Linked DNA regions of Mus musculus: regions 1, 3 and 4 are each linked to region 2. The links are chromatin contacts, called in public HiChIP or PLAC-seq and promoter capture Hi-C maps. All regions are on one chromosome and are shown on one strand. The core of a region is the stretch at or near the end of the contact, and the rest is flanking DNA. Distances in the headings are between cores, read along the strand shown. Region 1 has its middle 22 kb from the start of Gprc5a. Region 2 holds the start of Hebp1 (heme binding protein 1). Region 3 holds the start of Gsg1 (germ cell associated 1). Region 4 holds the start of Gprc5a (G protein-coupled receptor, family C, group 5, member A).

Region 1 (2,876 bases), core at 7-2,506, 80 kb after region 2:
CTTGCTAGCCTAGCTCTAGCTACAGTGAGAGACCCTGTCTCCAAGAAATAAGGCAGAGGGTGATAGAACAGAAACACTCAGTGTCTCCTTCTGACCTCCATACATGCATATAGGTAGAGGTTCACACACACACACACACACACACATTCCAAAAGCAAGCCAGACATGGTGCTATATACACCTGTGGTCCTACTTCTTGGGAGGCGGAGGTAGAAGGACCTTGCCTACAAAGTGACTTTGAGGCTAACACAAGCTATATAAGATCCTGTCAGAGAGAGGGGGGGGGGGCTCAAGAGCTAAGAACACTGGCTATTCTCACAGAAGACCTGAGTTCCGTTCCCAGCATTCACAAGGCAGCTTACAACTGGTTGTAATTCACCCCTAAAGGACCGGTCCCTTTCTTTCCCTGAGGGCATACATGTGATACACGTACACAGATAAAAGCACGCATATAATAAAACCTTTCATGTAAAAGAAGGAAAAGAAAAGGAAACAGGCAATAGCTCAGCAGGGAGAGATGCAAGTCTGGGCCTGACTTCAGTCTCTAGAACCTGTGTGGTGGGAAGAGAGAAGTGACCTCTACACACATGCACAGGAACCCACACATAATTAATTAATTAGTTAATTAATTGATTGATTAATTAATTGATTGATTAATTAATTAGTTAAAATGTTTAACACACAAAGACAGCAACCTACAAGCTAAAGTCCAGATTCCCCGGTGCTCAGAGGTAAACAGTTAGGATTTTCTGAAGCAACGCTCCATTTGAGGCTGAGGCTGGGATATCAGTGACCATGCAAAACCCTGGCAGCAACAAAAGAAAGTAGTCAGGAAATCAAAAAAGCCCAACAGGGCATTCAGTGCTCAGCAACAGTAAGCCCAGAACGGAAGGAAACACGGAGCGAGTGGGAGGGCGGAGGGGGCTCCTGGATCTCCAGGGCCAGCTTGTACTTCTGGTTTTGACCGAGAGCCAATGTTCTCACCACATAAATACCAGATGACATTCATAAGATCAGTCCGTGAGACGTTACATGTAATGATGCCAGGTTGCGTGCAAACGGGCTGGGAAACCTTGGAGAAGTTCACACACAAAAAAAATAAGGGCAAAGGAGACGGGAAGTGGCTTTAAAGGTTAGGGGAAGGGGCAGCTCTGAGGCACGCCTCCCTCGGTCCTGCTCACAATCTTGTGCCCTCAACCAGAATGGGGCCTTAAGCCAGGAGATGCTGTATTTAGGCTCCCCAGGGTTGAACGCTGAGGTCTTCCTGCCATCTAGTGGAGAAGCCGGGTATGGCAACTTTGGTTCGGAAAGGTGGGACCCTAAGTCTATTTCACACGTGATTAAAAAAAAGAGAGAAGGCTGCTGGGCTTGCGCATTGATTCATCATTAACCGTTTAGTTCAAAGAGTGGCACTTTGCCTCCAGACATCAATCAACTGACACTGGCCAAGGGCCAGCCTGGACTGAGTCTTCGCATTCTACTTTCCTATGGGCGGAGATGAGATTGAAGTCCTCTTCCGTATAGTAATTCTCAAACGTGGAACTTCTAGCCCTTGACGCAAAGAGCTTATAAATGAACAGAAGTGACAACGGGCCATGGGAAAGACCAGCACTTTGCAGAGGCAGTCTTCTGTTACCAGAAAGGGCACGCACTCAGAATGTTGTGACCATCTTTCCACTTGGGGGACCATTTAATCTCTTGGCCAAAGCTCTCCAGAGACAGAGATGGTGCCATTCCCAGGTCCTCCTCGGTGTCTCAACAGCCATAGGTATAGAAACCCTGGCAACGGGCTGGTGAGATGGCTCAGTGGGTTAGAGCACCCGACTGCTCTTCCGAAGGTCCAGAGTTCAAATCCCAGCAACCACATGGTGGCTCACAACCATCCGTAACGAGATCTGACTCCCTCTTCTGGTGTGTCTGAAGACAGCTACAGTGTACTTACATATAATAAATAAATAAATCTTAAAAAAAAAAGAAAAAAAAAAAAAGAAAGAAACCCTGGCAAGGCTCCTCCCTTAACGACAAGATGGGCCCAGAACATTCTATGCCCTTCAGGGGAGGTGGGAGCAGAATGGCCATACCAGCCTCAGCTTCATAGGGTTGGAGGCCACCCTAGGCTCCATGAGACTTTGTCTCAAGAGACATACCTTTAGTCCCAGAGTTCAGGAGACAGAGGCAAGCATATCCCCTTGAGTTTGAGGCCCCCATACAGAGCTAAACACTATCCCCAAAAAGGAGGAGCAGGTAGCAGGTCTTCAGTCTCCTTATCCAGAGGTAATCTGATACCTTCCAGTGAAGAACGAAGAACGGAAGACCTAAGAGCCCGGAAGTTGCTAGTCACGATGACCTTAATTCCCAGTTAGCAGACTGAGGCAGGATGGCCACAAGCCAACGTGGGCTACATGGTGAATTCCAAGTCATCTTGGGCCAGAGAGAGAGAGGAATACACAAGCCTTGCAGGGTCTGTCTCTCTGTCTCTGTCTGTCTCTCTCTGTCTCTGTCTCTGTCTCTGTCTCTCTCTCTCTCTCACACACACACACACACACATACACACACACATCTATCTGCAGTCCTGCTAGGCACACCAACTCCATACAAACTCAGACACAATCCAAAACGCTTCAGGAGGCTACGTGCTTGGCCTGCCCTGGTGGATGGTGCACATAGAGTCATAAGGTCAGAAGCTTCTCCCATGGCTAGCCTGTAGATCTCATCTGTATCCTTTGCAGCAGCCTTTATAACAAATGCAGAGACATTTCCCCGACTCCTGGGAGTCAGTCCTGACAGGAAAGGGTGAGAACACCCAGTTTATAGCAGAGAAATTAGAAACACAGATCTAGCACCCAGGGACCAGACTGATAAACAAGTGATGGTGA
Region 2 (2,873 bases), core at 144-2,643:
ACACTTGGACACAATGGACACACAGTCACATTCCATCACTTAAGGCAGGGACCCAGAGGTGGGAACTGAAGCAGACCCCGTGGGGAAGTCCTGTTTAGTGGCTTGCTCCTTAGGTCTTCTTGCTCAACCTACTTTCTTAACAACTCAGAACTGCCTGCCATGGGGCAATACCATACACAGTTGAATGGAACCTCCCATCTCAGTCATTAATCAAGAAATTGCCCCCGCAGACTGGCTAACAGGTGATCTGATGCAGACAAGCTCTCGATGGAGGTTCCTCTTCTCAAATAACACTTGTTTGTGTCAAGTTGACCAGGACAGATAGCATATAAAGCAATGGGCTTCACTATGACAGTTTATGTATATATCATTTGCATATCATTTGCATATGCATTTTGCTCCTATTCAGTATCTTCACACCATTCCCTCAACCTCCCCACCCCCGTAAGATGGGTACATGTACAACTGTGATACTAGGACTGTGTGATGTGTGTAGATTTAGTATCTAGTACCCTAATAATATCTGTGATACTATTATGTGGTGTGTGTATATTAATGATCCTAGAGTGTACTAGAGTACAGGTAATATTTACAAAGTACTTGGCAAGAAACAAACACTCAAATAAAATAAATCCTGACAAAATCGGTTAGGTTATAAGGGGACTGAACGAGCTGTTGTTTGGGCAAGTAGTGTGAAACTTGTGATTAATACACTGTTGGGACTGGAGGGATGGCTCAGCTCTTAAAGACGCACACTGCCTTCAGAGAGGATCTCAGTTCTGTTCCTAGCACCCACCTTTGGGACCTCCTGTGATACTAGCTCCCAGGGGAATACAACGCACCAGTGTGCGCGCACACACCTTAAAGTAAAACCATTTTTAAATGCACTGTAGAGCTTGTTATGGTGACGCACTCCCATAATCCTCAGCTCGGAGGAAGCTGAGACAGGAAGACAGCAGAGTTCCCAGCCACCCTGTTTACAATAGTGAGTTCTGGGCCAGCCTGGACACTGAGACCCTGCCCAACAAACTAAAAAGACAAAGTTAAAAAAGAAAACAGTAAGAAAAAGGTTAAGAGTGGCTTTTCCATCCCCTTAGAAGATGAAGCCAGGAGTGACAGTGATCACTTGCAAGCCCAGTGCTCCAGAAGCTGAAGCGGAGGGATCCTCAGGCCAGCGTAGGCTGCATAGCAGGACCCTGTCACAAAAGAACGAACACGGTTTGTTTTTAATCATCTGTGAGATGCAGTGAGGTAGGAAGAGGGTGACTAAGGAAAGTATACACAAAGTGGGGTGCTACAGGCTTGAACCAGCTCCGCACCCAGGAGACTGGGCTCACGTGGGTGGAGTTTGGGGGACGCTGCCCAGGCCACGCCCGGTGTCGCCCAGTGGGCGGAGACCGCCGCAGCCCCGCCCCAATCGCCTGTCTACTCACGCGCTTACTGCCCCTCGCCCTGTGGACCTTACTGCCAGTGAGTGTACGCTCGATCGGCCAGACCCCACGGCGTCACCATGTTGGGCATGATCAGGAACTCACTGTTCGGGAGCGTGGAAACGTGGCCTTGGCAGGTTCTAAGCACCGGGGGCAAGGTAGGCCGGCAGGGTGTAGAGGACCTGAAGGAGGACTCTGCGCGGCCGTCCCCACCCTGGCCGGGGCTGAAACTGGTGCCGCGGGGCCATGGGTGGGACTGTGACCGAAGCTGCATTCCGGCTGGGGCCGCCCTGTACTGCCCGGCGCTTGCTCTGGGAAGGAGGGGAAAGAGCAGTCTGGCTCAGCCAGACCACTGACGCGGAAAAGGATCCATCTTGGCGAGTGGGACACTGCCTGTTGCGTGCATCTGTCCATTTAAGCATTCCAAACCGTCTGAACTCCCCCCCCCCCTCTTAGGGCAGAGACCCACTCTGTCCCAGGCTACCCTGACACTGGCTGTGTAACCTAGATTAGCCTCGAATTCTGTCGCAATATTCCTCCCACTTCAGCCTTCCCAGAGTTGGGACTACAGGCATGACCCACTACGCCTGGCTACATTCTGAACAATTTTGTGAGAGACACATGGTTGCAGCAGGCATATCTGCTAGGGAGCCATAAGGGGCCCTTCAACCTGTGGGCTGCTAAGCTCCGCTTGTGTGGGAGTTCCCAGGCAAGTGCCTGTGCAAAGGCTCAGAGCTGCACGGTTGCAACTGCTAGTGCTGGATGCATGGAGTGAGCGAGGAGACTTAATCACCTTGGTCTACCAAATTTGCATCGGCACCAGAGGGGCATCAGGACACCCGGTCAGCTTTCATGAAAGTTAGGAGTTTGGGTACTCGGGTATAATCTTGAAGGCATGTATTTGATTATTGGTTGGTTAATATTGGGAATTAAACCTAGAGCCTTGTGCAAACCAAGCCGAGTATTTTGCAACTCATCTGCTCCCTCAGCCTGACATATATTTTATCTCAGGACACTCTCTTATTATAATGATTCTGGATAAAAGGCCCGTGTTACCTGGGGGCCAAGGTCTGGAACCTACTACACTGAACCTCACACAAAGCCCACAACTCAACTTTAGTCTAGACTCAGCCCTCCAGAGTTCTGTCAAGCCATCCTTCCCCCTCTCAGGGGCTCCTCAGTTGTGTGTAGAACAAGCAATTGAAGCCCTGATCACGCAGGGACACGAACGAGTTCAAAGACAGATAATGAAAAGGAGTGAAATGGGCTGGTTAGATTATACAGCCTGGTGGCAACTGAAGCGTGCTGAAAGTTGAACTTCCCCAGGACTAGTGTTGCCAAATCTTTAAGGAACTCCAGATACCCAAGTTCTCTGTAAGAAATCCCCCAATTAAAGAGTAATTAACAAATAACACTTTTTGTGCAGGCCGTGTAGCTGGAAAA
Region 3 (3,328 bases), core at 511-3,010, 86 kb before region 2:
GGATGTTTAACATTGTTGAAACTGTTATAAACTATGGGACTTTGAAGTCGGACTAAAGTATTTTGCATTATGCTATGGTATGTATTATATTATGGTATGGCCCCCCATAGAAGAATGTGTTTGAACAAACCTATAAGGGCCAGGGAATGGAATGTGGTGGTTTGAATACGCTTGACCCAGAAGTGACACTATTAGGAGGCCTTGTTGGAGTTGGTGTGACCTTGTTGGAGGGAGTGTGTCACTGTGGAGGTAGGCTTTGAGACCCTCCTCTGAGCCATGTGGGAACTAGTCTTCTCCTGTTTGCCTTTGAAACTCTCAGCTCCTCCAGCACCATGCCTGCCTAGACTCTGCCATGCTTCCCACAATGGACTGAACCTCTGAAACTGTAAGCCAGCCCCAATTAAATGTTATCCTTTATAAGAGTTGCCTTGGTCACGCTGTCTCTTCTCAGCAATGGAAACTAACTAACTAGGACAGAAGCGAAGAGGCAGGAAAGGAAGGAGATGGAAGGGAGAAGATGGAAGGAGAATAGGAAAGGGAGGGAAAAGAAAGAAGAAAAATCTGATTGTATTAGCTGACCAGGCATGCTATAGAAGCTCAGAGGTAAGGGAGCATTCTCAGGGCTGGAATAAGGGATTTGAGGCTAGAATCTGAGGTCCTGAAGGTCAGGATCTGGGTGCCTTGATAAGGAAGAGCAAGGGTCTTAGAGAGGGATGGAGGGTTCCATGTCACACAGGACAGGTCTTCATCCAGACCCTTTCAATCCTGGACTTCACACCTGAGGCTGAGTTGTACCTCGGCGTCAACTGAATTATGTCTACTAAAACTCTGAGAGTGAACTTGGCATGGTGGCTCACATCTGTAGTCTTGGTGCTCAGAGACTGAGGCTGGAGGATTGCCATGAGTTGAAGGCCAACCTTGTTATATAGTGAGTTCCAGACCAGCTTTAGCTGGAGTAAGAGCCTGTTGCAAAGCAAAACTGAAAATTCAACACGTGGTGGACACTGCTGTCATCCCAGCACTTGGGAGATAGGAGGAGAAGGAGGATCGAGAGTTCAAGGCCAGACTCAGCTACACATGAAGTGTAATGCCTTGTTTCAAATAAAAATAAACGTGATACTGAATGCCTCCTTAGATTTCCAGACACTGGTCCTTTAAGATGGCAACTCTTTTGCACCATTACCTCTTCAAGAATGGTCTAGAGTTAAAAAGGCCAACACAGTAGCTGCTTACTACATGAGGCTTTTGAGCCCTTCAGATGTAGATGGTGCAACTTAGCTGTTATATTTCATTTTAATGCAATGTTGAGAACAGTGTGGTTCCAGTGGTTGCTGGAGGGTGGGGGAGGAGGGGGATGTCGGCTTTCACCCAGCCCTGGGTAAGAGTTCATTGTTATTGCTGTGTGTGTTCATCTCACTGTTTTGAATGGAGGTGTTAGAACACTGTTAAGCCTTATGTGGCTCACAACTGTAATTCTCTCTGACAGCAGTGGGCAAGCCTCACAAGCCAATGTGATCTGGTTGGCACCACATGCAAGCCATCCCTAACCTTCAGATTTGTGTTTGAATGAACTCCCCAGATCTTTTTATACTCATTAAGCACCGATTGAAAGACCTCAGGAGACTGAGAGGTACTGAGCGTGTGCCCTTCTCTCAACCTGGTCTTTCTAGGGTTGGGAGAGGAGTGGGCGGGGCATCCGGGGGAGAGAGCCCTGCCTGCTACTGTGACATCACAGAATGAAGTCATAGTAACCCATCCCTACCCAAGCTGGCGGCGTGCCTGAGGGGCATTCATCCTCTCCCAACTGCCCACATACCACCTTACCCCCTCTGCTGGCAAGAGGGGACCTGGTGCACCCTCTCCCTCAACACCTGAGCCACGCAACTAAGACCTGTCAGAGCAGAAGCTGAGACACATTTTCAACTCCTGTCAGCTGACTCAAAATGTTTGTCTCACCCAGGAGGTAGGTACACAGCTTTTGGAAATGTTGTTAAAAAAAACTAATTATATTTATTTCACTATTTGAGCCCCATCTCTAGTGGCATGAACACACACACACACACACACACACACACACACACACACACACACACGGAGAGGGGAGTAATGTATAGTTATTGAGCAGTGAGCAAGTATGTTCAGAAGGCCCAGCTAGCCTAAGAAAGCGGCATTGGTGAGACTGGGACAGAGCTCAAAGCTCTGAAGAGCCAGCAGTGTGGGCTCAGGCAGCTCCCCCAAGTTCAGAAAGAAGCCCCCAAAGTACACACATCAACCATCAACTGGTGGAGCCCTTACAGATATGAACATGATAGCAAAAGCCAGTCAGTGCCTGAAATGTTAGTATCTTTCAGGATTAGTTCTCTAGAGAGGGGGCAGGGTTATGGGGAAGCCTGGTGTTAACATGAAGCCACAGATATAAAGCACAGGACACTTGAACCCTTGCCTCATTGTGGAGGCCGTTCCATGACCCGAAATCTGTGGCTTTTGTTAAAAAGTGTCTCCCTGCCCTTTGCTGTGTGGGCACGTTCCTTCAAAAGCAGTGGGCCTTTTAGGGTTGCGGGTCTAAACGCGGACTCTACCATGTCTACATCTGTGATCTGGTGCAAATCAAAGATCGAATCCAAGCAGCACAATGGAGATGGTGCTCTATACCTGGTGGGGTGCGAGGGCCTCGGGAGCAGTTAGCTAGCGAAGGGTCTAACCACTGGCCTGGTAGTTTGGGATGCTTTTTCCTTAGATTCCGCTTTCCTTCCACCTCTTTAGATCTTCAGAACAAAACTGTAGAGGACTCCCCACCTCTCCCGCCAGCCCTTGGGGAAGCAGGTAGGTAACCAGTAGTCCTCAGATGTGTTAAGGGGTTCATGTGCTCACCTCTCGTGTCTACAAAACGAGGCAGGCCTACCTTACCCCTCCATCAGAAAGGACCTAGGGAACCACGTTTTGGAGGGAATAGGGAAACGCTTGATTTGGGATTTGACAGCAACCAGGACACTTGTCCCGTCTGGTGTTAGGAATTTAACCCAGGATCCATTCTCTTCTCTGGGCTGGTCCTCGCCTGCCCTGATGGATAGGCCAACCGGATGCAGGACCCACCCAAGGAAGAGAAAGAGGAAGAAACCTAGTGGTTCCTTGCCACACCTAGAAGTCCCAAGGACTCGCTGCACAAGGGCGGGGCCCTGCGAAACAATTCAAAACACGCTCCCGGTGCGTCGCCACGGCAACCACGCCCGGTGCTAGGCAACTGGGGCGCCGTAGTAAACACCGTCGGGAGGGTTACTCATGGGGAAGCATGGAGAAATCTCATCTGGCTCAGGCACTGAGACAGAGA
Region 4 (3,255 bases), core at 67-2,566, 100 kb after region 2:
CCTTCCTTCTCTCTATCAGTGATGGCCAGTACAAAAACCCCTAAGGGTGAAGTGTTGGCCTCACCCTCCCCTCCACCTTCCCAGGCCATTGTATCTGAAGTGGCTAAAGAATTCTCCTTCAGTAAAGAGCAAAGAAGAGACTGTTTCCAGAGAACCTTTCACCAGGCTTCAACAAAAGCCTCAGACACTTGCCTGGAGAAAAGGCAGGCAGGCACGGTGATGGTCCTTCAATTACCTGCTTCCAGGCAGGCTTTTGCCATTTGGGAGCCTTCTACCATGAGACCGATACCTGTTATCCCAACACTCTGCAAACTGAGGCAGAATGGTGGTTACAAGCTCGAGGCCAGCCTGAATGTCTAAAAAAAACAAACAAACAAAAAAAAACAACAACAACAAAACAACAACAAAAAAAAAAAACAACTGCTGTTTCCTGTCTTTCCATTCAATGTGATCTGCCAGCCTCCTCCTGCCTGTGTCTCTTCTCCTCCGGGAAGACAAGCTTTTCACCCCCTCTTGTTAAAGAGAGACAGGGTCTTAGAGACTGGGGCAACAGGAAAAGTAAGGGATGGGGTGGAGGAACAACACGCACATGAGAAGGGGGGGGGGGCGTTGAGGTGAGTCACTTCCTGACCTCCACGGCCTTCGCTCCTTTGGGAAGGAAGCGGCTGGCATCCTCTCCCTCTACCCCTCTATTCATTCACAGACCCTTGAAACTCAGATGGGAGTTGAAAGCATCATAGCCCATCTTCCACCCACCAGTGGCTACATAGAACCTGTGGGAGGGGCCTAGTACAGTTCAAGACGGACCTCTCTTTTAATATTGGTATTTTAAACTACTGTTTTGTATCTGGAGACAGAGACTTATATAGCCCAGGCTGACCAGGAACTCACAGTAGAGTCAAGGCTGGCCTTGAACTCTTGATTCTTCTGCATCTACCTCCCAGGTGCAGAATTACAGGCCTGTGCTACAGTTTCTAACTGTTTGCTGATTGGTCTTTCCCCTCTGTTTTAGCCCAGAGAACACATTCAGAGGTGAGAGAAGTTAAGGACATTCCTTTCTCGGTTTCATCTGTTTCTCCTAGCCAGCTGTAGTCCATCACGGGCTGTACTGTCTCAGTTCTCCTTCCCCAAGGCTCCCCACGCCCCACTCTCCGGATTTAAAACTGGGGCCCGGAGCGCGCTCCTGGGTAAACCCCTCTTACCTGGGCGCCGCGGCGCTCGGGGTGAAGCGAGAACTTGCGACTCACGCGTGAAAGGCGAGAGCGCTCAACCCCTGGCTACTGGGCAGGTCCTGGGACAAGGATCCCGCCTTGGCCGCGCAAAGCGGTTATAAAGGCTTCTGTCGCCGGAGGGAGGGAGAGGGTGAACCGAGGGACAAGGGGCGGGGGCGGGGCGGAGGGAGAGGACACGCCTAATCCAGTTCCGCGGCACTTCTCGCTGTTGTGAAAATAAAGTCACCGTGCCAGAGAATGAACTGAAAGCCTCCCTGACGTCAGAAGCACAGTCACTCATGAAATAGGTGGCGGGGTTGCGGGGGAAGCACCCTAGACTGCCAGGCGTAGCTCTCGACGAGTGTTCAGGTCGGTCCCAGAGCTCCCGCCCTTATGAAAAGAGCCACACGGTGAACCCAGCTACGGATGAGCGCTGCTGGCTGTCATCTCCTGGAGGGAACCACACCCATCCTCCCTGAGGGCACTATAGGGCCCCAAGGGCAAAGACTTAAGCCAGCAGCTCCAGGCAGCTCCTTTGTTACTTTCTGTGGGAGAAGTTGGTCTTTATTTCCCCTTGGCGGCACCTGTCTCTCCATCACCCACTCCTTCCTCCGGTGAGCAGGGAGAAGCCAAGTTTAAATGGGAAGAGACAGCCACTCACTCTCCTGTGGGTCCCCCAGTCGCGGCTAAAGAGTAAAGACCAAGGAAAAGTTGAGACGCTTCAGCAAGGCCCTTCTTGGAACTGTCGCATAGCCAAGTTAGCATGGCCTGACTGAGAGATCATATCGCCTTTCTTTTAACCACCTCTCCAAAAGTTTGACAAAGCAGTTGATAGGAACAGAGACGCCAGATAAAATTTTGAAATGAAGGAATTTGCCTTTGGTGTCTGATTCCTCCTGCTTAGGTAGGGGCCCGCAGCGCATCCATTATCAGGCCAGTCCGGCTGAAACCTGCCTGCTCCGTAGTCAAAAAGTCCTGGAATGTCAACGCACTGGACCAGGTTTACCCCGTTGGTTGCGTTGGTGGGCAGCGGGGGAACTAAGCTTTTTAGGTAGTAGGGAAGGCCTGGAGCAGGCCTTCTAAGTGCTTTAGTTCAGTTTTAATACAATTTTTCATGTATGGCGACCCCCAGCCATAAAATTATCTTTGTTATTACCTCATAACTGTAATTTTGCTTCTGTTATGAATCTTAATATACATATCTGTGCTTTTTACTGGGCTTAGGTGACCCCTGTGAAAAAGATGTTTAACCCCTACAAGGGGCTGAGACCCACTTTTCTCCACACCCTTAAATGCTTTTTAAAATGTAACAAACAATCTTGCCAGATGGTAGGGGCTCACAACTTTAATCCCAGCACTCCTAAGGGAGAGGCAAGCAGATCTCAGTGAATTGGAGGCCAGTCTGCTCTACACAGTGAGTTCCAGAACAATCAGGGATGCACAGAGAAACCCTGTCTCAAAAAAAGAAAAGAAAAGAATAAAATGTAACAAGCCAGGCCTGGCGCGGGGCACCTCTGTAACGCCAGCACTTGGGTGGTAGAAGCAGGTAGAAAAACACTTCAAGGCCAGTTTCTACTACATAGGAGTTTGAGGTCACCTGAAGGTGACTTGCTGCAAATGACAGTTCGAGTCAGCATTTGGGAGACTGAAACAGGAAGATGGCCACCGGCCTGAGCCACATAGGTGATATAGGGCAACGGGAAAGGGGGAGGGGGGGCTACTCTCAAGAGCCTGACTCAAAAAGGCAGAGGAGATGGGAAGGTGGCTCAGCCAATAAACTACGTGCTGCCTAACCTGATAACCAGAGTCCAATTCCCAAAATCGGCATGAAGGTCAACCAAGTCCAAGAAGAGAACCAAGACTGTAAAGTTGTCCTCTGACCTACACACAGGACCATGGTGAGTGCTACACACACACGCACATACACACACACACACACACACACACACACACACACACACCAATAGAAAGACTCTTCATGAGCTTATGCTGTGATGTATAAGGTACTGGTTCAAACACCAGAGCCAAAACAACCTAAATCTTT

What was found. HiChIP or PLAC-seq counts read pairs in DNA pulled down with a chosen protein or histone mark. Capture Hi-C pulls out chosen DNA fragments and counts their contacts.
Region 1: an H3K4me3 HiChIP or PLAC-seq map of bone marrow-derived macrophages shows a contact between it and region 2, with 3 times the contacts expected there. The contact joins the enhancer-like site here to the promoter of Hebp1 in region 2. A contact is called at or near these places in 1 of 39 promoter capture datasets (hippocampal neurons), 1 of 15 datasets of contacts at CTCF or cohesin (the NIH/3T3 cell line), 18 of 484 Hi-C or Micro-C datasets (B cells, CD8 T cells, DN2 thymocytes and 10 more), 12 of 115 datasets of contacts at active chromatin or transcription factors (astrocytes, bone marrow-derived macrophages, differentiating embryonic stem cells and 5 more) and 1 of 9 other capture datasets (adipose tissue).
Region 3: a promoter capture Hi-C map of adipose tissue shows a contact between it and region 2. The contact joins the promoter of Gsg1 here to the promoter of Hebp1 in region 2. A contact is called at or near these places in 19 of 39 promoter capture datasets (3T3-L1-derived adipocytes, the C10 cell line, HPC-7-derived erythroid cells and 11 more), 4 of 15 datasets of contacts at CTCF or cohesin (the NIH/3T3 cell line, embryonic stem cells, large pre-B cells and 1 more), 80 of 484 Hi-C or Micro-C datasets (3T3-L1-derived adipocytes, the AML12 cell line, B cells and 49 more), 12 of 115 datasets of contacts at active chromatin or transcription factors (the NIH/3T3 cell line, bone marrow-derived dendritic cells, bone marrow-derived macrophages and 5 more) and 5 of 9 other capture datasets (adipose tissue, embryonic stem cells, liver and 2 more).
Region 4: an H3K4me3 HiChIP or PLAC-seq map of embryonic stem cells shows a contact between it and region 2, with 17 read pairs. The contact joins the promoter of Gprc5a here to the promoter of Hebp1 in region 2. A contact is called at or near these places in 2 of 39 promoter capture datasets (the 3T3-L1 cell line and hippocampal neurons) and 5 of 115 datasets of contacts at active chromatin or transcription factors (bone marrow-derived macrophages, embryonic forebrain, embryonic stem cells and 1 more).

Annotation. Positions count from the first base shown.
Region 1 is chr6:135,086,316-135,089,191 of GRCm38.p6, reverse strand. No RefSeq gene overlaps it. Among named protein-coding and RNA genes, the nearest start is that of Gprc5a, 22 kb to the right of the region's middle. Within about 2 kb of position 1,256, at least 108 of the 459 cell types and tissues checked have an H3K27ac peak or open chromatin away from gene starts, as enhancers often do. A contact at or near this core is called in DN2 thymocytes, astrocytes, bone marrow-derived macrophages and 5 more, where this site is marked.
Region 2 is chr6:135,166,735-135,169,607 of GRCm38.p6, reverse strand. It overlaps Hebp1 (heme binding protein 1), which reads left to right and starts at 1,393. Exons shown (of 4, transcript NM_013546.3): 1 at 1,393-1,588. The coding sequence starts at 1,511.
Region 3 is chr6:135,252,768-135,256,095 of GRCm38.p6, reverse strand. Gsg1 (germ cell associated 1) reads left to right here and starts at 1,760. Exons shown (of 7, transcript NM_010352.2): 1 at 1,760-1,963; 2 at 2,764-2,823.
Region 4 is chr6:135,063,723-135,066,977 of GRCm38.p6, reverse strand. It overlaps Gprc5a (G protein-coupled receptor, family C, group 5, member A), which reads right to left and starts at 1,316. Exons shown (of 4, transcript NM_181444.5): 1 at 1,203-1,316.